Regions from separate parts of the Ovis aries genome. Here all the other regions are linked to region 2. Evidence: chromatin contacts called from public Hi-C data. All regions are on one chromosome and are shown on one strand. Each heading gives the region's core, a stretch centred on a gene start, on an enhancer-like site or on the middle of the called end of the contact. The rest is flanking DNA. Distances are from core to core; before and after follow the strand shown.

The links. A called contact is a pair of places that touch in the nucleus more often than the background predicts.
Region 1: a Hi-C map of liver shows a contact between it and region 2, with 4 times the contacts expected there. The contact joins the promoter of COL28A1 here to the enhancer-like site in region 2. A contact is called at or near these places in 7 of 16 Hi-C or Micro-C datasets (blood, hypothalamus, liver and 2 more).
Region 3: a contact with region 2 is called in a Hi-C map of liver, with 7 times the contacts expected there. The contact joins two enhancer-like sites. A contact is called at or near these places in 6 of 16 Hi-C or Micro-C datasets (blood, hypothalamus, liver and 2 more).

The regions. Positions count from the first base shown.
Region 1 is chr4:16,368,132-16,372,808 of ARS-UI_Ramb_v3.0, reverse strand. COL28A1 (collagen type XXVIII alpha 1 chain) reads left to right here and starts at 2,792. Exons shown (of 34, transcript XM_042248398.2): 1 at 2,792-2,941.
Region 2 is chr4:15,956,378-15,960,629 of ARS-UI_Ramb_v3.0, reverse strand. All of the region lies in intron 2 of ASNS (asparagine synthetase (glutamine-hydrolyzing)), which reads left to right. Among named protein-coding and RNA genes, the nearest start is that of ASNS, 62 kb to the left of the region's middle. Within about 2 kb of position 2,124, at least 7 of the 54 cell types and tissues checked have an H3K27ac peak or open chromatin away from gene starts, as enhancers often do. A contact at or near this core is called in liver, where this site is marked.
Region 3 is chr4:16,287,331-16,292,246 of ARS-UI_Ramb_v3.0, reverse strand. It overlaps COL28A1 (collagen type XXVIII alpha 1 chain), which reads left to right. Exons shown (of 34, transcript XM_042248398.2): 19 at 2,194-2,265; 20 at 3,017-3,085. Among named protein-coding and RNA genes, the nearest start is that of TRNAC-GCA, 57 kb to the right of the region's middle. Within about 2 kb of position 2,461, at least 2 of the 54 cell types and tissues checked have an H3K27ac peak or open chromatin away from gene starts, as enhancers often do. A contact at or near this core is called in liver, where this site is marked.

The DNA.
Region 1 (4,677 bases), core at 1,543-4,042, 410 kb before region 2:
ACGACTGAGCGTCTTCACTTTCACTTTTCACCTTCATGCATTGGAGAAGGAAATGGCAACCCACTCCAGTGTTCTTGCCTGGTGAATCCCAGGGACGGGGGAGCCTGGTGGGCTGCCGTCTATGAGGTCACACAGAGTTGGACACGACTGAAGCGACTTAGCAGCAGCAGCAACAATCTGTTGTATCATGATTCTCAAGTGATTGATGAACATTTGAAAACTACTTCTAATTATCCTTCATTCAACAAGTATTTATGGGGTGTTTACTTAGGCCACCTGCAGCAGTGATAGCAAAAATAGTGCGTTATCGTTCTGTATGAAGGCTGCTGCAGACCAACAGTCAGAAAGGCGTGGACTCCAAGTTGCCTTGTTCTAGTCATCACTGTTATCTGCTCCTTTATTTGGTCTGTGTGTGTACCAATTCAAGACCCTCCTTTAGGGTTAAGATTGCTTTATTAATGTACCTTTGTGCATTGTTCTTCTGGTTACAAATCGAATTGCTTTATGTAAATGAACAGAACACAAGATTTTTTTTTTGAGTCATCTACCCAGTCAACTTAGCGGCGATTTCCACACTTGAGAGTGAAAGGCAGGAAATATTAGGTTTGAGGTACCCTATCTGCCTTTGAGGTGGGCTTTTCTGGTGGCTCAGATGGTAAAGAATTTGCCTGCAATGTAGGAGATCCAGGTTTGATCCCTGGGTTGGGAAGATCCCCTGGAGAAGGGAATGGCTGCCCACTCTAATAGTCTTCCCTGGAGAACCTCATAGATGAAGGAACCTGGTGGGATAGAGTCCATGGGGTCACAAAGAGTTGGACATGACTGAGTGACTAAGCACATCTGCCTCTGGGGTACAGATGAGTACCGCAATGAATGAGTAGGCAGGGTTCTGACCCCTCACTTATTTCAATCAGAAGAGTTATAAAGCAGGAGGTCTTTAGTCCCATCTTTCACCTCAGGAGTCACCTGTTTGCAGCCTTGAGGTATTATTTTTCTGCAGGTTGTTAGCCTACCCTAAGAAAAAGAGCTGATCTTCTGAAGAACTGCCACTTCCTTGATCCATGACTCTCATCTCACAAAAGTGAAACATGCGGCTAACAGCTACAGGCTATTTAAGACACATATGTGGTTGCTTCCTAGATCATTCCGCTGTTACGTCTGTGATATATCCATTATTTCCTTTTTTCTATTACCAGAGTCCCACAAAACTTCCTTAGCTGCTCAAAACCTGCTACATGGTGAGGAGGCAAAGAAAATGTTCACATTTCACATGGATGTCAAACTTAATGGCGCAGCCTCAGGGATCAGAGTGATCTGAGTTAAGATCTTATTCTGGTATTCTCTAGCATTAGCAAGACCATGGGCAAATCAGTGAGCTCCTCTCTTTCTCAACACCCTTTCTCTGCAAAACACAAACCCCTGCAGTCCTAACAATCAGCAGATGATTTGCTTTTGGAGGGTTAAATCCCATAATGTGTGTGAAGCACTTAGCCCAGTGCCTGGCCACCTGGTAAAGAGTTCATGGAATGGAAGCTATTACTGTCACTATAAGCGGAGATATAAATGCTAAAATGTCTTCCTAAGAAAGCTGATTCTAAATTATAACATGAACACTTCTACTGCTTTCTCTGACCATCTCGCTCTTCTGATCCTTGAGGGAGTCTGTAGAGAAACCTGCTATAAATTGTGTAGGGGTCGAGCGGCTTCTTGGCAATATGTTTTGCAGTGACAAATATTGATTTATTAATAATATAGGCTGTAACCACAGGTAGAAAATAGGACAAAAGGAGAATGGAATGACTACAGTAATCATCTTTCCTGGACAGAGACCTCAGAATATTGACCTTGTCATGTAACTCTCCTCGTCATGTTACAGTTTAACAGAATCTTGATAAATAATCAAATTCCCTCCTTCACTTCATAAGTAGGAAACTGAGGTCCCCATGTGAGAGACAGAACCAGGACTAAATTCTATATAATAGTCTATATATTTGATTATGAAACTTTTAAAAAATCACAAATGTAGAAAGACTAGAATCACAAATTTTTATGCTCATCACCTATCTTCAATAATTATCAACCCATTGCCTCTGTTGAAAAGCCAGATTTCCATCTGAGTCTGGGTTGGGAAGATCCCCTGGACAAAGAAATGGAAACTCACTGCAGTATTCTTGCCTGGGAAATCCCATGGACAGAGGAGCTTGGCGGGCTACAGTCCATGGGGTCACAAACATTTGGGACAACTTAATGACTAAACATCAACAACAAGACCTTATTTTCTTTGGAATCCTAACTCTATAATTATAGTCACTAAAATCCCCCTGCAACGCAGGAGATGCAGGTTTGACCCCTGGATTGGGAAGATCCCCTGGAGAAGTAAGTGGGAACCCACTTCAGTGCTCTTGCCTGGAAATCCCATGGACAGAGGAGCATGGTGGGCTACAGTCCACGGGGTCACAATGAGTCAGACACGATTGACATGACTTAGCATGCACACTCAAGCTGGTATGATTTATCCTCCTTCACAGAGCTCTTCAGCAACAGTATCTTACCGAGCAACTCCCGGGCAAAGGACCAGAAAGAGGACATGGCCTGACAGACAAAGGCAGGCTGTCAATAAATGTCTAAACTGTAGAAAATCTGCCCAGGTTATTTTCACAACAGCCTGGAAAACACAGACTTATTATGAAAGGCACTGCTCCTTTAAATTACTCACTGATCCCACCCAGATCTTGCACCCTGGCTAAGTGCCTAGCCACTCTTGCTTTAATTTAGTCTAAAAAACATGAGTAAAGAATTACAAAAGATCTAAAGGGAAAGACAATTCTTATTTCCCACCGAACAGAACAATATCAAATAGTCAGCTCCATCCTCAGCAATGGTCCTTGCTGTTGGCACTTGCTTAACCAGTCTCTAATTCCTGGTTGATAAACTTTATAAGGTAAGACATGACTGTTTTGTTTTAATCACTCGAAACGAGTTCAGACATCTAAGAACTGTGGAAGACTAAACAGTTAACGTATTTTTTATGTGAAGAAAGCTTATCAGATTTTTTTATCCTTTGTTATTACTTTAATTATATTATCAGGGAAATAATAATTGTTAACATGTAGAAAAATGTAAATTTTAAAGCTATTTTAAAATTGATTTTTAATTTATAGCCTACTGTGTAGCATTGTTATACTGTTAATATCTTTTGGGACATCTTTTTCTTAATTTGGACACGTTTTTATAATTCAGTCGTCATTGCAGAATGCTTTATAACATGGTAAGTTTAGCGATTTGGATAAAGTATCCGATCACTTTATCTTCATGGCAAAACAAATGAGATGCAAACATTGTGAATAAAATTAGTAAACTTTGCTGAAAGATAATGTTATTTCCAAAAAGTCATAAAATATAAGTTCTCTTGGGTTTATTGATCCTGATATTTACCCCAAATAAATTTCACACAAAAAAGCCAAAACTATGGCATTTGATTAAAGGTAACAGTTGTTTCTGCATTTATGAAATGCAAACTGTAGTAAGCACAGAGGTTTATATTTCCTTTATTTAACTAATGACTCTTTTCCCCTGAAACCTATTTTGCTTGTATATAACATCTAAATGAAAGAAAGGTGGGAAGTATTAAAAACCGAGGCAAAATAAAGCATGACAAAAGGGATCCAAAATGAGTGGGCTCTTAAGATATTAAACTAATAAGAGATTTCAGGATGATAGCAGAACTGAGAAACTAGAGAAAGTGTAAGGGTGTCCTCTGGCTAATATCGGAAAGAAACAGCATGACTTTGGTTTCAGAGAACTAGATAAAAAATGTTAGAACAAATAGTAGTAAAGTATGAGATATTGTGATTATTGCTAACGAATCAGGTGTGTTAGGGAACATTATATATATAAGGCTTCAGTTATGAATTCATAATTACACGTCAACAAACTGTCTGAGCAAGTGCCTAGTGTAGGGGAAAGATATCTATTTAAAGCCAGCATTTCCGAAGCCCAAAATGAGGCCTGCAAATAAGAGAAATAGTGGTTTTCATCTCAGGATCCTGCATGGGAATCTCCTTCTTTAGGTTTTTGAAGAGCTGTCTTGATCTATAAGCTACAAGCTTGTAAAATCTCTCTTGTTCTCAATGAAATTAAATTTTCAGTCTCTTGTTTCCAGAACTTCTGAGAACTTCTTTAAGTACAAGGGTCAACAAAAGAAAGAAGTCATATGTGATACCAGGGACATGATGTTATACATCTTCCCCCTCTGAAAATTTAACAGCAGCTGCGTTTTGCTACACAGCTTTGAATGTGAAAATGTGAAAGTGTTAGTCGCTCAGTCATGTCTGACTCTGCGATCCCATGGACTGTAGCTCACCAGGCTCCGCTGTCTGTGGGATTCTCCGGGCAAGAATGCAGACGTGGGTAGCCATTCTCTTCTCCAGGTGATCTTCCCGATGCACGGATTGAACCGGGGTCTCCTGCATTGCAGGCAGATTCTTTACCATTTGAGCTGCCAGGGAAGTCCCTTTTAATACCTGCTACTGCCAAGTCACTTCAGTCGTGTCCGACTCTGTGCAACTCCATAAAAGGCAGCCCACCAGGCTCCCCCGTCCCTGGGATTCTCCAGGCAAGAACACTGGAGTGGGTTGCCATTTCCTTCTCCAATGCATGAAAGTGAAAAGTGAAAGT
Region 2 (4,252 bases), core at 875-3,374:
ATGGAAAGGGCATTCTTGGCAGGGCAGTGGTGTACACTGTGGGTTGGAAAGACCATGGTGGGCTTCCCTGGTGGCTCAGTGGTAAAGAATCCGCCTGCCGATGCAGGAGACACGGGTTTGATCCCTGATCCAGGAAGATCCCACATGCCGCGGAGCAACTAAACCCGTGCGCCACAACTGTTGAGCTTGTAGTCCAGAGCCCAGGAGCTGCAACTATTGAGCCCACGGGCCCTCCAGCCTGCGCTCCACAACCAGAGAAGCCACACAATGAGAAGCCCGTGCACTGCAACTAGAGAGAGCCCCCTCTGCATCGAGAGAAAAGCCTGCACAGGTGAGGACCCAGCACAGTCAAAAACACATAAGTAACATTATTTTTTAAAAAAGGAAAGACCATGGTGATCCTGTAGCTGCTAGTGGCGTGAGGGGTTTAGAGCCTCGGGGGCATGTGGTTCTGGCATGGCGGGTAGGAGATGGGTTGTGAAGAGGCTACAAAACCTACTCAAGTGTCTGGGCTTTTACAGCATTTACTCTGGTGGTTGCGTATGAGATGGAGTGAAAGGGAATGGGATCAAGGTTATTTATGATGTGAGGGTTTAGAAAGAATATATGTGATCCTTGTGGAAGCCCCTCCCAGCTCACCCTGTCTAGTCAGATTCCTCTGCCTCCCCTACCCTGTCATTGCACCCTACCTGTTTCCTTCTCAGTACTTAGATTTCTCTTCTTAAACTATTTTGATCACTTACCTGATTATAGTCTTTCTACCCCATTAAGCTATAAGCCGCACAGGACAAAGACTGTCTGTTTTATCCACCAATGCAGTGCGTATGCTGCTGTTACTGCTAAATCGCTTCAGTCGTGTCCGACTCTATACGACCCCATAGACGGCAGCCCACAGGCTCCCCCGTCCCTGGGACTCTCCAGGCAAGAACACTGGAGTGGGTTGCCATTTCCTTCTCCAATGCATGAAAGTGAAAAGGGAAAGTGAAGTCGCTCAGTCGTGTCTGACTCCTAGCGATCCCATGGACTGCAGCCTACCAGGCTCCTCCACCCGTGGGATTTTCCAGGCAAGAGTACTGGAGTGGGGTGCCATTGCCTTCTCCGATGCAGTGTGTATAGCTTGCACCTAAAGAGTTGTGGGCACTCAACAACTGCCCAGAAAAAGGCAGCAGCAGCGATGGAGGTGGAAAGAAGGCAGATTTGAGAGTTTAGATACAGACTAGAGAGAACCTGGTGATTGATTGATTTAGAGTTGTGCCGGATTGAGTGCTGGGGTTGGAGAGCATAAAGATGAGTCTTCAGGGGCCTGACTCAGGAGACATCAGACTCAGCTGGTGGTTGTTGGGTGAGTGTGGGTGGGGTGGAAGGGAGAGGGTTGGGGTGAGAATGTGTTCTCACTAGAGAGCAATTGCAACCCTAAACTCACCCCACAGGTTTAACTCCCCTGCCTTCCTGCTTTTTCAGTGATTCTTAAACTTTCCTGCACCTTAGAATGATGTGTTAAAAACCTGACATGGGGGACTTTCCTTAAATCAGTGAAATCTATCTACCAGTGAAGATAGGGATGGAGCCTCCGAATTTTTAAAGCTTTAAAATATCGATATTCCAGTGAGCACCATTGTCCCATGAGTTTCCAGATGAGCAGTCCCCTTCCTGCCCTTTGTCTGGAAACGCCAGGCTTATCAGTCATCTCACTCTGCCGGCTCACGGCTGAGCCATCAGCTGGCTTCCATTCCTCTTCGCCAGGGTTGGGTCCTGGCACTGAAACCCTTCTACAAATATTTGTGCTTTTAACCTGCCACTGCCTGTCATGTATGTCACCTCGGCCAATATTTACACTTGTAGACGACTGTGCTTAATGCTTAATGGTGTGTTCAGCTTAAAAGGTGTAAAGGATGTGAATTACTTGAGTTTTCCTGTTTCCTTTTGAACCTTGGAAAACATCCAGATGGTTCTCTTTAGCCCTTATTCACTTTCTTCAAACATTTCACAACTGGGGCCGGTAAAAGTAGACCCAATGACGCAGTACTCGATTTCTAATTTCTTGCCAATAACCAGGAAGCATCTTGTGGCTTGGTGGTGTGGCGAGGAAGAGGGACAGCATATTGTGTAACATTGTGTACCAACGCAAAATTGGGCTGTGGTTATCTTCTGGGGTAACCCCTGGTGGTTTTTCAGTATGGACATGACTACAAGTGTCTGTGGTTTTTCAGGGCCCAAGATGATCTACTGAAAGTGATGAGGTCCAGGAATGAAACTTCATTGTTTGAAAATTAATTTTAAAAATTAATAGGGTGGTTTTTTTTCTTCAGAATCTATACATGATTTGACAGTTGAAAGTGTTTGCATCTTACTTTCCGTATTTGGTTTCTACACACATTCTTTGATCCTGAAGACAAATTTTGTACTTGGAGACTTTGATTTCTTCTATGGCAAAGCTTCTGGAGGATCTTCCCTAGTGGCTCAGGTAGTAAAGAATCTGCCTGCAATGCAGGAGACCTGGGTTTGATTCCTGGGTCAGGAAGATCCTCTGGAGAAGGGTATGGCAACCTACTCCAGTATTCTTGCCTGGAAAATTCCATGGACAGAGGAACCTGTTAGCTACAGACCATGCACTCACAAAGAGTCAGACACGACTGAGCAGTCTCTCCCCAGGGCTTGGTTTGGCACTGCCTGGTCCAAAATGATTTTTGGGTTCCCTGGTGGGTCAGATGGTAAAGAATCTCTGGGTTTGATCCCTGGGTTGGGAAGATCCCCTGGAGAAGGGGACAGCTCCCCCCTCCAGTATTCTGGCCTGGAGAAGTCCATGGACAGAGGAGCCTGGCAGGCTATGGTCTCTGGGATTGCAGAGTTGCAGACAACTGACAACTTTCACGCACAAAGCTTCTGGAAGTGCTGCTGGGAGGAGAGATGGCTCATTTTCAGGGTGAGCCTAGTGAGGGGACAGAGAAAAGCTCTTGCAAGGGGCTGGAGCCCCAGGTGCAAAGCCGGGAGGCTGGATTTGGTTGGAGGAGCTGCAAGTGATGGGATGACTGGCTTGTAACAGTTAAGGTTAGGTGAAAGGCTGGAATGAAGAGGTGGGTGGGCACAGGGGTCTCATGCACTCAAATGACATCCCTACAGCCTGCAATGACGTCTTCCTCTTCTGCATCCTGCGCATCCAGCTTCCCAAAGAGTGAAGTGTTAGTCACTCAGTCGTGTCTAACTCTTAGCCCACCAGGCTCCTCTGTTCATGGGGTTTTCCAGGCAAGAGTACTGGAGTGGGTAGCCGTTCCATTCTCCAGGGGATCTTCCCGACCCAGGGATTGAACCTGGGTTTCCTGCATTGCAGGCAGATTCTTTACCATCTGAGCCATTAGGGAAACTGATAAGTGTAGATGTGATCGTTGTGCTTTTCCCTTAAAAAACAAAAATAAAACAAAAACTTGACTATGTTTTCCAATAAGACCAAATTCTTTAGACTCCCTCAGTCTAGTTGTGAGACTTTTTCCCTGCTTCTTTATTTAAAGGCAAAGTGTAGAATACAGAAAACAAAAAAAACCCAAGGACAATGCAAAAAGGTACTGGAGTTCCAGGAGACATTCCACAAGGTGACCTAATCAGGGCCATTTATTTTGCACGCACAAGACTGCACAGCCTCTTTGACTTGAACACGTCGAATTCCTTGCAAAGAATTTTGCCTTTGGGAAAATCCCTGAAAAGTCCTTCAGTGTTTAAGTCCCTTAAAGAGTCAAGCGATGCTTGCACTTGAGAACATGTGGATTATCTGAAAATATCTTCTGATATTGACTTCTAATATAATTCCACAGTGGTAAAATTACAGACTCTGTATTTTAGTATCTTTAGACCATGAAATTTTTGCACTTTATTTTTTGTCCCTGGTTATGTTCCAGCATCTCCTAGTTTATAGTCTATGGGAACTTGAACAGAATTTGTATCCTACTATTGTGTGAAAATTGTATGAATCTTAATCATGTTGAATTGGTTCATAGTGCTTTTCAAATCTACTATATCCTCCTACTTCTCTGTGTATTCATTCTATTAACTTTTGAGAGTTTGATATTGAAACTCCAACTAAAAACCTTAATTTATTTACTTAAAAAATAATTGTGATATATAGTGGAACTATATGTAACCTTGTTCTGTATTTTCCAACTCTATGGTAAATGTGTTACCATAGTTTCATAATTTAAAAAATAAGAAAGAGGGGGGAAAAAAGAGAAGAAATGCTAGTCTAGCGGGTTATTACAAGAAA
Region 3 (4,916 bases), core at 1,212-3,711, 330 kb before region 2:
TTATCCAGATAGTAAACTTGGGAACCTGTAGCATGAAAGTCATTGTTTCCTATATTTTGTCTGCTTTTTTCGTTGCATCAGGTGGGAAGTTAAATCTAGTTCCTATTCCTCCAAGGCTTCCCTGGTGGCTTAGATGGTAAAGTATACGCCGGCAATGCAGGAGACCTGGGTTCAACCCCTGAGTCGGAAAGATTCCCTGGAGAAGAGAATGGCAACCCACTCCAGTGTTCTTGCCTGGAGAATCCATGGACAGAGGAGCCTGGGAGGCTACCATCCATGGGGTCACAAACAGATGGACATGACTGAGCAACTAAAACACACACACACACACACACATACACACACACACATTCTTCCTTTAACGTGAGAACTTTGAGTTGGAATCTTTTTCTTAGGTAGGGTCTATAATTTAGTTTTTTTTAACTTGTATGGTTTTTAAAATCAAAGTTTTACTAGCCTCATAAAATAAATTGGATAGAGTTCCCTCTTTTTCTATGTTTTAGAAACAAGAGAGGGGGTATCTGTTGTTCAGATGTTTAAAAATTTGTTAAGGTTTGACTGGAAAGTCAACTAAGCCTGTGATCCTGGAGGGAGAGGAAGTTCCAGACTTGCAGTTACTGCCTGAATTTATTTAATTGCATTGGTTTAATTACTTTTCCATTCCTTCTTATGTCATTTATGTAATTTATATTTTTCTTGAAGATTATCCATGTATTAATGTTTCCAATATATTTGTTTGAGATTATCACAGAAATTGTCTATAATCAAAAATTTTTACTATGTATATAGATTTACCTTTCATTCCTAATACAGTTTTTTTAATGCCTTTTATTTTATAAATATTTATCATTACAGTTAGATGTTTATTTATTTTCTTAGTATTTTTAAGTTTTTATTACCTTTTAATTTTGTTATTCTTGATTTTTGCTAGCAAGTTTATGATTTTCTCTCATTTTTATTATATCCTACTATTTACTTTCGGAGAAGGAAATGGCCACCCACTTCAGTATCCTTGCCTGAAGAACTCCATGGCAGACGGGCCTGGTAGGCTACAAGGAGTTGCAAAGAGCTGGAGATGACTGAGCGACTAATACTACTATCACTACTACTTACTTTTAGGTTCACTGTGCTTTTGTCACTAGTTTTTAAAGTTGAGTTTAGTTGAAATGATTTTCCATTTTTTCAATATTTTTTGCTGTTAATAAATGCAGTAAGGACACATTTCCCTGGAGGAGGAAATGGCAACCCACTCCAATGTTCTTGCCTGGAGAATCCCATGGACAGAGGAGCCTGGTGGGCTAAAGTCCACGGGGTCGCTAAGAACAGAACACGACTGAGTGATTAGCACATACATAAACTCCAGTTGCAAAAGAGTCAGACACGACTAAACAACAACAAAGGACAGCGTTATACTGCTTGCTAATAGCGTGCGTTTTCTCGGAACATTTTAAAGGACTTAAATTACAAATTGACTTCAAAGAGGGTATAATACTGGAATTTTACAATTGGAAGCAATGTTTAGGTCCCAATTGTTCTATCTCATTTTTATATTAGTTTTTTTAGGGTTGCTGTCACAAATTACCGCAAACTCTGTGGCTTAACATAACAGAAATTTATTTTCTCACAGTTCTAAAGGCTAAAAGTAAAAAATCAAGGTGTCTGCAGGGCCACACTTCCTCCAAAACCTATCAGGGACAGTTTTCCTCTGCCTCTTAGCTTCCGGTGGTGGCCAATCCCTGGCATTCCTTGGCTTGTAGCCACGTTACTCTAATCTTGGTTCTCTTGCCTCATGGGGTTCTCCCTACGTGTCTGTCTTCACATTATATTTTCCTCTTATAAGGACACCAGTCACACTGGATTAGGACCCACAACAATGACTTCATCTCAACTTTGTTACCAAATAAGGTTCATTCACTGGTGCCAAGGTTTAGGACTTCAACACATCTTTTGTGGGAGGGAGCTGGTCACAGTTCAACCGATAATAAACAACATAATCCAAAACTGAGATCCAGAGATGTTAAGTAACTCGCCCAAGGTCAAGCAGCTTAATGACTGTTAATTACTATTCAGATTTCCCTGCTCCTAGACTTTTCTCAGATATTATAATAAGATGCATCCCACTGAAGTACCTTAAAGTGAAGTTCAGGATAAATGTGAGCTTCTGGGAAATAAAAATTTCTCCTCATCCACCAGGGGGAGCCAGGCTCAATAGGCCTCCCAGGACAGCCAGGAGTACCAGGAGAAGACGGAGCTGCAGGGAAGAAGGTAACACTGTTTTCCATATTATTGGAATAAAACTATTAAACCACATATATCTTGGTCCTGCAAGAGCTCAAATGAAACCATTCAAGACAAACTTAGTCTGTTTAAGAAAATAAAATCCCACAACTCTAAATTTCCTTTTTCACTTAGTCCGGATAAAGAGCACCAATTCAAAGTCCAAGTATCTTACGAACTCTGCCTTCTCTCTGGTGTTTTGGCCACAGTGTTCCAGTGACCTACTCCCTTTGGGATTCCTAGAAAGCACTGTTGTTTAAACTTTGAGAAAAAGGCTTTCTTCCTCCCCTCCAAAAAGGAAAAGTCTGTAAATGTATTCAGGAAGTAAGGCCATTATAAAGATTTCCTGAAATATTTTGAGTTGACATTTGAAATACTCATTTTTCAATATAAGTAGAGAAAAACAGCAGATGGTAAGGCTGAAGGTCTTTCTTGTTTTTTCAAAAAACAAACCACCAAATGTGAATGAAGAGCCAAAAGAAAGTGAGCTTATTGCTTTGGCAACTGGCTGGGAAATTGGGCTTTTTCACGATATTTCAGCTGCTCTGAGCTAAACTGAAGTTTGATATTAATTTATTCATGTTGGTGAACTTCCAAATGAATTTTGAGACTAGAGTGAAGGTCTTTTCTGTACTGGAGGATCCAAGCAGAGACTCTGTTGGCTGTAAGATGAGACAAGGTGGGTGTATTCGTATTGGCTATGCAGGGTCAACTAAGACCTTGGTGTCATTTTCTCTAGGGAGAAGCAGGGCTTCCGGGGGCAAGAGGCCCTGAAGGACCACCTGGGAAAGGACAGCCTGGCCTCAAGGTATGGAATCCACAGTGGTAGGGCAAGGGAAGCAGACTGCTGAGTTCTGGTCTTGATAATAAGAAGCCAACTTAGAAGAAACTTGATGTTACTCTTGCTATGTCAAAGATGTTTACTTCTAGCTTAAAATTATGGACTCTAGCTTTTGAGCTTTGGTAGACAGCAAGCATGTATTATTTATTTCCATTTTCCTAACATCTGTCACAAAACCAAGCTTATAGGAAGAGTTCAACACATGTTTTCTTAATAAACAGCCAAGTTGACATTTAAAAAACAAATACACAGTGAGGGAAAAGAAGACTTGAGATACATCCTGAGACATCAAAGTCCATAATTTTTTTTCAAATATTTATACAATCTCATAGAGTAGTAAGAAATATAGCCTTATGAAGTGGCACTTTTACAACATGGCATAGATTTATTCAACACATTTTAGAAACGCTTGTTGAATAATATATTTATATGTCAAGAGGAAAATACCCAAATTCATCAATAAGACCATAACCTACAACCTCTAAGGTGTCAGATATTACTACAGTTCTTAGGTGCAGTCATCAATGCCTATATAAATATTCTGAAGAATTATATATGAGCAAAGTAAAAATAAAATCCATATACTTACTAGTGTTCTATTTTTAATTCTATTAAAATAGTAATTGATAGCTTACATGTCTATGTATTATAAAAAACATTGGCTAAAATTGAGTCATCAGCCTTAAATGTGAGAAGTTGAAATATAAATGTATTTGTAGCATTTAAAACATTTTAAATGTTTAAAATTTAAAACTGACTAACCAGACTATGAGATCTGGTTGGTTTTTTTTTTTTTGCAGGGGGGTGGTGGGGGGGCACGGTGGGCAGCAGGGAGTAGAAACATGTACAGAGAATTCCTTTTTAACATCAGGCAAAAAGTACTTTTAGAGATGATTGCCTATTAACATTCAGGAGAACTAATGTTTCCCTGAATATCCTTTTGGAAAATAGCCCCTCTGAGTTAATAATTGAAGCTGTGGGGATGAAAGACAGCTCTGAGAAAGAGAGCTAAGGTTGGAGTCCTGCATTTTACAGCAGCTGGAGAGAGAGAGCATTCCGTACAGCAGGAAGACAGGCTGAATACAGAGTACCATGTTAGAGGAACCAAGGAGAAAGGGCTTCAAGGAGAAAGCAATGGGTGGTGTCAAATACACCAGCAGAGCAAGGAAAATGTGCGCGAACTGGATTTCTGGCGTCGAGGGGATATGGGGCTTGCAGAAGAGTGGTAGGTAGGAATAAGTTATATATCAAAGTAGTCAGTGTGCGGTGCTGGCACTTTACTACATTTAGGTGGATCTGGGCTTCCCTGGTGGCTAAGATGGTCAAGAATCCGCCTGCAATGTGGGAGACCTGGGTTTGATCCCTGGGTTGGGAAGATCCCCTGGAGGAGGGCATGGTAACCCACTCCAGGATCCTGGCCTGGAGAATCTGCATGGACGGAGGAGCCTGGCTATATAGTCCATGAGGTCGCAAAGAGTCAGACATGACTGAGTGACTAAACACACACATACTGCTGTTGGTTTCTGGGATCATTTAGGTCAGTAAGTTAAACATGGTCCTGAAGAGGAGAACACAAACAGTTGGGGTAGATTTCGATGCTACTGGCAGATGATAATGACATGGTAAGTGATATCTGGATATTCAACGGTTTTTTAAATTAGCTGCCAACACTGCCCTCCATTAGTACGGGTACTAGGGAGTTGTCTGCATGTCTGTGGATTCTATAAGTCTCTCTTCTTTTTAGTGGAGTGTCTGCACTGCTGATGACCTCGGTATAGGCCAGTGGTTCTCAGGGCAC